2 separate regions of the Macaca mulatta genome follow, and region 2 is linked to region 1. Evidence: chromatin contacts called from public Hi-C data. All regions are on one chromosome and are shown on one strand. The core of a region is the stretch at or near the end of the contact, and the rest is flanking DNA. Distances in the headings are between cores, read along the strand shown.

Region 1 (3,719 bases), core at 677-3,176:
GTTGTTGTTTTTCAGATGGAGTCTCGATCTGTTGCCCAGACTGGAGTGAGGTCATGTGATCTCGGCTCACTGCAAACTCTGCCTCTCGGGTTCAAGCTCAGCCTCCCAAGTAGCTGGGATTACAGGCGCCCGCCACTGCGTGATATATATATATACACATACACACACACACACACACACACACACACACACACACACACACATAAAATATATATATTTTTTAGTAGAGATGGAGTTTTGCCATGTTGGCCAGGCTGGTCTTGAACTCCTGACCTCAAGTGATCCACCTGCCTCGGCCTCCCAAAGTGCTGGGATTACAGGTGGGAGCCACCATGCCTGGCTTTTTTTTTTTTTTTTTTAATCTCTTCAATAAATACATACTTCAAAGCTACTGTGCTCAAGGCACTGTGCCCAGTCTGGGCACCTTCGTGAACAAGACAAGTGCCTGTCTTCATGGAGTTTTCATTCTAATGGGGAGTGATCGACATAGGCCAACTCACCCTGCAAATAACTTTTGCTTCCAGTGATGCCTCCAGCAATGAAGGAATGGTGCAGATTGCTAAGAAGGGGTACAGCAGGGAAGCTGACTTAGTCTGTGGGAGTGGGTAGAGGGTCCCTGGGATTGCCGCCTCACCTCTCGGGGCCTTACCTGTGAAATAGGCGTACCACCATTTGCTTCACAGGGCGACCACGAGTAACGGGTAAAATAATGCCTGAGAAAAAGCACTTTGATTCATGCTGTCTACGTCATAATTCCTTCCTAATAAAATCTTCAGTGACTAATCTCTCATATCTATGTTTTCTCTTCTCCTTTGAATAGTGTGATTTCATAATTCAACCTTGCCTGGACAAACAGGAAAACCCATTCCGAATTCCAAACTGGCTTTAGAAACATTTTCTTGGAGGGTGATGGGAAGTGGGGTGGGGGTTTGGGAAGGGACGCTCTCCCGGCTCTTTCGTTGCTGTCTGGTTGCCAACTTCAGTTCCCCTGCGGATGGCTTGTGAAGAGCGCGCATCAGGGGACATGCCCTCATCCTCATACTCCGGGTGCCGCCCACCTGAGACCGCTGTGTCCTCTGGCCACAGCTTCTCAATACTCTGTCTACGGGGAAATATTTTAAAGACTCAGGAAGTGAACTCATTTAAAAAAATGTCCTCCCCCTGCTTTTCCAAAACAGTGCAGCCTTCCTGGAAGAAAGCAAACAAAACAAGTGTGGCTGTTTAAAAAACGATTGGAAAAGCCATTCTGAACAGTGTGAGTTTGCACGGCTCTCCTGGGCGGATGTGTCACCCTCGGCTGGGCTTACTCTCTGGCGTCTGCATGGAGAGGAGGCAGGGCTGCCCACGCAGTCTTCTCAGAGGAGGCAGCTGATGGCTGAGTGGGGCCTGGAGACCAGTTCCCCCCAAACAGCCACGGGCACTTCACACTTGCAGACCTCAAACACACAGACAGACGCGGCTGTGAGTCCACATGCGTGTGCGTGAGGCCGCGTCCAGCTGAAATTAGCACAATGATCTAATCGCCGCCAAAGCGCGGACGACTTCTGCTCTGCATGTGGTGACTATTTTGGGTTTCTAGGTGTTCGCATGTGATTTGTGGCATTCGCAGTGTTGTTATTAATAACACCGTTGGCTGTGTGGAGGCTGAGGATGAAGCCTTTTCATTTCAGCCATCTGGTCAGAATGCTTCTCCTTTGATGAGGGAAAAAACCTTTGCTGTGTTTCAACTGGAACACTGCCTCCCAATTAAGGTGACAGCAGATCGCCGAGTCGCCCTGTCTTTGCAGGAAGAGCCAGCCAGGCTCTACGTGCTGCTCTGTCCGGGAGGGAGAACGCCTTTCCTATCGACTGTGGCTTGGTATGCAGTTCAGGCTCTGGCTTGAAGGGACGCTGGGCCAGGAAAGCCAGCATGTGGTGTTTACCGGGTTGGCTGGCTTGGCGCTCAGGTTTTCCACTGTCAGGCAGTGACAGCGCTGCTCCAGACGCTCTCAGGAGACGTTCCCCTGCTTTCATAACAACGAAGGGCTTTTTTGTTTTCTGACTCATCTTCAGAAGATCTCCCCCCACTTCGTTTGAAAGTAAATATAATTAGTAACAGGCAGACATACTGTATATAGCCAGCCCTGCCTATGCGAGAGAGTTATAATTAAACCTGCATGCTGTCTGCTGTGCACTGTCGGCGAAAGGCCTTGCTGAAGTCCCCTGTAGGGAGAGGGTTTATCTTGAAGCAGCAGCCTGGGGTGGGTGCTGCAGAGAGAGAGAGAGGCCTGTCCCACCTTTGAGTCCAATGTCCAGTCCAAAGCTAAGACTGAGCTGTTGACCAAAGGGGAGGTGTGCCCATGGGCCCTCAGCCTGCCTTCGCCTTGGTTCTTCTCCGTTCTCAACCTTGGGCAGCCCTGGGGGACCCTGCGTGGTCAGGGTTGGGGCCGGCCCCTCTTGGGGACAGAGTGATGGTGGCCAAGTATGGTTGTCATCGTAACTAGGTGGCTGCTGCCACTGCTGTCGGCTCAGGAGGCACCTGCCTGCCTGCAGGTTACGATCTGCCCTCCCCAGGCTGGGGAGCCAAGACCACGCCTTTGTTCCCAGCTCCCTGCCCGGGATGCTGGCAGCAAAATCTAAGCCCCGCCCTGCAGGGCAGGAGCTCAGGTAGGTTACCCCAGGTGACCCTCGGCCCTTCTTCCTGGCTAAGGGTAGGTTGGGTGTTTGGAGGCCACTGTCCAGGCCCATAGAGAGCTCAGATTCTGCTGAAACCAGCGGCTCAGGCAGCCCCAGGAACACGCACACACCTTGTGGGCAGATTCTGGGACCGCAGCATGGCCAGCGGGCTTGGTGACACAGGCTTGCAGACACAGGAGAAGCTGCTGTGCCTCCCGCCCCTCCAGGGGGTGCGGCGGTGACCGGATGACTAGTTGGCACAGCACTTTCTTGGCCTGGATCAAATGCAACAGGCGTCATCTGAGCCCCGGGCACCTTTCCCCAAGTTGCTCAAAGTGTTTTCCGAGCAAACAGTTGTTTCATAACACCCGTGAGAAGTAGGTGGGGTGACAAAGCATTCTTTGTCCCTGTCTTGCAGATGGGGGAATTGAAAAGCTGCCGGTCCTGGTGGTGAGGCCAAGAAAGGGAGAAGGTGCTCTCCTGCCCGGGGCTCTGGGCGTGGACTGCCGGGGCCAACTCGTGCCCCGTCACCAACTCCTGTGGAAAGTGGGGCAGCCCCAGCAGAGAAGGAGGCCAAAAGTGGAAGAGGCCCAGGGCTTTTCCCTTAGCACTGGAGGCCTCAGATGCAATGGCAGGAGCTCGGCCGTGGGCCTCACTGTCTGAGGTGTTGAAACTGGCCATTGGCAACTCGAGAGTTGTTGGTGCTCTTTCCTGCTCAGCTTGCTTGAAGTTACTGGACTCTTGGAGGGATCAACAGATGCTTTTTGAGCACACTGTTCTGGCCCAGGAATTGTTCCATTCCAGTGGTAAATGAGGGGGATGTGACCCTGCCTTTATGGTGCTCATAGGAGACAGTCAACACATAAAATTAAGAAGAAATCATTTCAGAGAGTGACATGCTATAAGGACAATAAAAATGCATAAGGGGACAGAGATTGGCTAGAGGGGAGGGTAGGAGAGGAGGAAAACAACTATTTTATTTTATTTTATTTTGTTTTGTTTTATTTTATTTTTGAGATGGAGTCTCGCCCTGTCGCCCAGGCTGGAGTGCAGTGGTGTGACCT
Region 2 (3,719 bases), core at 409-2,908, 590 kb after region 1:
ACGTGCCTTCTTTCCCTAGTCATTTTTCTTCAACTATTCCCCTTTGAGCTGGGCTAAGAGAACAACATTCTGGACTCATTCCTTAGGTGCACTGTTGGTCGTCTCACAGACTTAAATATATACATCTGTCCCACTTTTAGAGAAAATAGGACCAAAATCTATTACATGTATTTTAGGCCCTCTATCTGAATTCTGAAGTCTTGCTCTGACTTCTTTTTCGGCTTCAGCTTTTGATTTCAGGCACATTCACACTTGTTTAGCTTTCAACTTACAGAGAATGCTGGAAAAGAGATTCATGTATTATTTAGAACATTCATCCAAATGCCCTCCCAGATCCCTTCTAACTCCATGAGGTCCCATGAGTCTGTGAAATGCATGGGCAAAGGAAGAGGAACTGAGGCTTTGAAGTCAGATATACCAAGTTCCAATTCCTTATTCTCAAATTTACTAGTTGTGTGACTTTGGGTGAGCTGCTTAACCTTATAGGAGACTAGGGTCCTCATCTAAAAACCTGGGCCAGTGCCAACTACGGAGCCATGACTGTGAGGATTAAATGAGACATTACTTCCATAAAAACATGGAACAGAGTGTGAGGCATACAGTAGGTGACAAGGTAGATATTAGATCCTGCTTTTCATTACTGGTGCAAGTCTCTGGTGGGTCAAACATGTGGGATGTTGTATATTTGAATATTGCTTCAGTCTTCACTTCCATGGTTTTATTTCAAAAAGAGAAAGAAAGAAGGAAATAAACAGTAACTGTCAGAGGCCTTTCGGAAAGCATCACCCATCCATTGAAATGTGCTTTCCATTCAAAAACTACCTTATTAATTATTCATTGCTTTTGGAACTGAAAATGAGAACAGAGCTTAAGACCCAGAGTTGGACAAGAACAGTGTTCCAACTGCTTGATTTCTGTCATTTCCTGGTATCTAGGCAGTACATCCCAAATCTGAGATTTGCAGTTTCGGGAGTCAAGCAAACTTTAGGCTTGATGATCAGTCAGGTTTAGTCAGGTTTAGCCAATGCCCTGGAATGACTCTTCTCTTTACTTTCATTTCCACTCCGGGCTCTGCATTTCTGGGGGATTATTTCACTGCATGGGTGGCCCGAATCCCTTGGCCTTCAGCCTTATGGCTCGTTCCACCGCTCTGGGCAAGTCATAACCACCCGAACATGCAAGTCTTTCTTTCGTGCCCCAGTGGCATGAGGAACATCATTAACTCTTCAGGGCTGAGGTTTGGGATTACTTAAAAATCTTACATCCCCCTGTGTTTGCAGTCAGAACACCAGAGTAACAGAGTGTTTGCAGGGCTTGTTTTCATGCCAGAAATGAGGTTGCCCTAACACACAATCCTTGAGATGTTTTTTCCCTAACGATTGTACTTCACCGGGATTGTGGGTTACAAAATGGAAGCTCAGTGCTTCCGGCTTCGAGTTCCAGTAGAACAAACGTGCAAGAGACTCCTCGGCTTGGAAACTCTTCAGACCGGGGAAAGGCTGCCGATGTGTCCCAGGAGGGGAAGGGCAGGAGGAGCACAGCTGTGCGGGGCGGGGGGTGTTTCACATGCATCTCTAAAGATGAGCTTCCTAAAGTGTAAAAAGGCAGGGGAAAGACACATTTCCCAAGGCCTGGGGCCAGTGCGGGGACAAACGCAAGGCTGGCGTGCGTGCATTGCGGGTTCCGCGCGCCATCTGGTGGCTTCGGGCTGGCATTGGGCGCACCATCCGGGCTTTCACCCCATTGACAGAGACTTCATAGAAGGAACCCTTTGTGGGCGTTTAAGTTCTGTTGGAAGTGATCACCAGGAGGACACCAAGGGCCAGATGTTCCAAATTCCACTCCTTATCCTACAATTGGACACTGAAAGCCTCAGGTTCTCTTTGACAAGGGGGCACTGATCCTTCCTTCAGGACCAGCCTTCCTATCACACAGCAATGTGAGCACTCAGCTCTGGGCAGCCTGGCCCCTCTGTGCCTTGCTTTCCACATCATGACCCCGCATGACGGGCCACAGAGAGTCTTCCCTTTGCCCCTACCTGGAACGTGTGTATTCCCTTCCAGCCTTCTGAATCCCACAGTTCTCAAGGCTCAGTCCACAGACATCTTTACATCCTTAGAATATTTGCCTCATAATTTGTTCATACTAGTGTTTCCAAAGTGTGTTCCAAGAACAATGGTTTTATTCATCAGAACTGTATCTCTTTTTGAAAAGGCATTCAAAGTTTGGGAAAGTCAGGGTTATGCAAAGGTTGAACAGACGTGATTGCAGGATATCTCAGGAGCATTATGCATACTGAGAATGTAGTGGATTTCTAAGAAGGAACTACAGTTTGCTATAGTTTCTAAACTTGTTTGACATCCAAACCTTCCTCCTATCTCCACTTTTGAAGTGTATGTTGCCAATATTGCATTTAATAAAACAATTTTAAGGAAAAGTAGCGTCCTGTTCACTTGACCCATGATTATGTAGCTATCTTTTTAAAATTGGAAGACATCTGTATTCGTTTGCTAGGGCTATTATATTGCCTCACAGTTGTGGAGGCTGAAGGTCCAAGACCAATGTATTGGCAGGGTGTGTTTCTTCCGAGGCCCCTCTCCTTGGCTTATAGATGGTCATCTTCTCTCTGTGTCACCACATGGTCTTCCCTCTGTGCCAATCCGTGTCCTAGTTGCCTTCTCTCTTTTTCTTTTCATTTCTTCTGCTCCTCCTCCTCCTCCTCCTTCCTCTTCTTCCTCTTCTTCTTCTTTTTAAGATGGAGGTCTCACTATGTTGCCCAGGCTGGTCTCGAACTCCTGAGCTCAAGAGATCCTTCTGCCTCAGCCTCCCAAAGTGCTGAGATTACAGGAATGAGCCACTGTGCCCAGTCCTAATTTTCTCTTCTTATAAGGACATCAGTTATATTGGGTTAGGACCCACCAACATGACCTCATTTTACCTTAATCATCCTTTTAACGTCCCCATGTCCCACTACAGTTACATTCAGAGGTAGTGGGGGTTAGGACTTTAACAAAGGAATTTTGGGAAGCCACAATTCAGCCCGTAACAACATCTTATTGTTGTATCTGTAGGGTAAAATGTATGCTTCAATGGAAAATTATGCATTGTTTAGAGCAGGGTTGGCCAACTACAGCCAGTAAGCCAGATCCAGTTAGTCACCTGTGTTTGTAAATAAAGTTTATTGCACACAGCCACATTCACCCTTCACATTTTGTCTAAGATTACTTGCATGTTCAATGGCAGTTGAATATCTGTACAAAAACCATATGGCTTGCAAAACCGAAAACATTTACTATCTAGCCCTTTGTAGGAAAAGGTCTAGAGCCCACCCACTCTTCAGGGTTATCTAATTTTGATCCTATAGGGGCTCTGCACCTTTCGTGGCCTTTGAGCTATTTTACAACTCAATAAGTTGGACATAATGGATAACAATGCAAAACAATCCTTGCCTACAGAAGAGAAGCAGCCAGTTTTGCCTCAGTTTGCTTATTCCTTTCAGTATCCTTGTCAATAAATGTGTGTCTTTTTTGGATTCTCTTTTGAACTGGCTGTAGCATCTTGTAGTTTCCTCATTAATAATGAATTGAATAAATCTTTAACTTTTTTTAGTATCTGTACGAGTCATAATTTTACCTTTTTTTGAAAAAGTATCCTTTAAAATACCAATGTTAAGCTTCTTGAGTGTGATAATGGCATTGGGATTATAAAAGACAATGTTT

The links. A called contact is a pair of places that touch in the nucleus more often than the background predicts.
Region 2: a Hi-C map of fibroblasts shows a contact between it and region 1, with 4 times the contacts expected there. The contact joins two enhancer-like sites. A contact is called at or near these places in 6 of 14 Hi-C or Micro-C datasets (CD4 T cells, blood, fetal cortex germinal zone and 3 more).

The regions. Positions count from the first base shown.
Region 1 is chr1:13,992,400-13,996,118 of T2T-MMU8v2.0, forward strand. It overlaps LOC144340223 (a long non-coding RNA gene), which reads left to right. Exons shown (of 2, transcript XR_013416018.1): 2 at 1-790. Among named protein-coding and RNA genes, the nearest start is that of TOMM20, 57 kb to the left of the region's middle. Within about 2 kb of position 1,927, at least 18 of the 40 cell types and tissues checked have an H3K27ac peak or open chromatin away from gene starts, as enhancers often do.
Region 2 is chr1:14,580,128-14,583,846 of T2T-MMU8v2.0, forward strand. No RefSeq gene overlaps it. Among named protein-coding and RNA genes, the nearest start is that of TARBP1, 20 kb to the right of the region's middle. Within about 2 kb of position 1,659, at least 11 of the 40 cell types and tissues checked have an H3K27ac peak or open chromatin away from gene starts, as enhancers often do.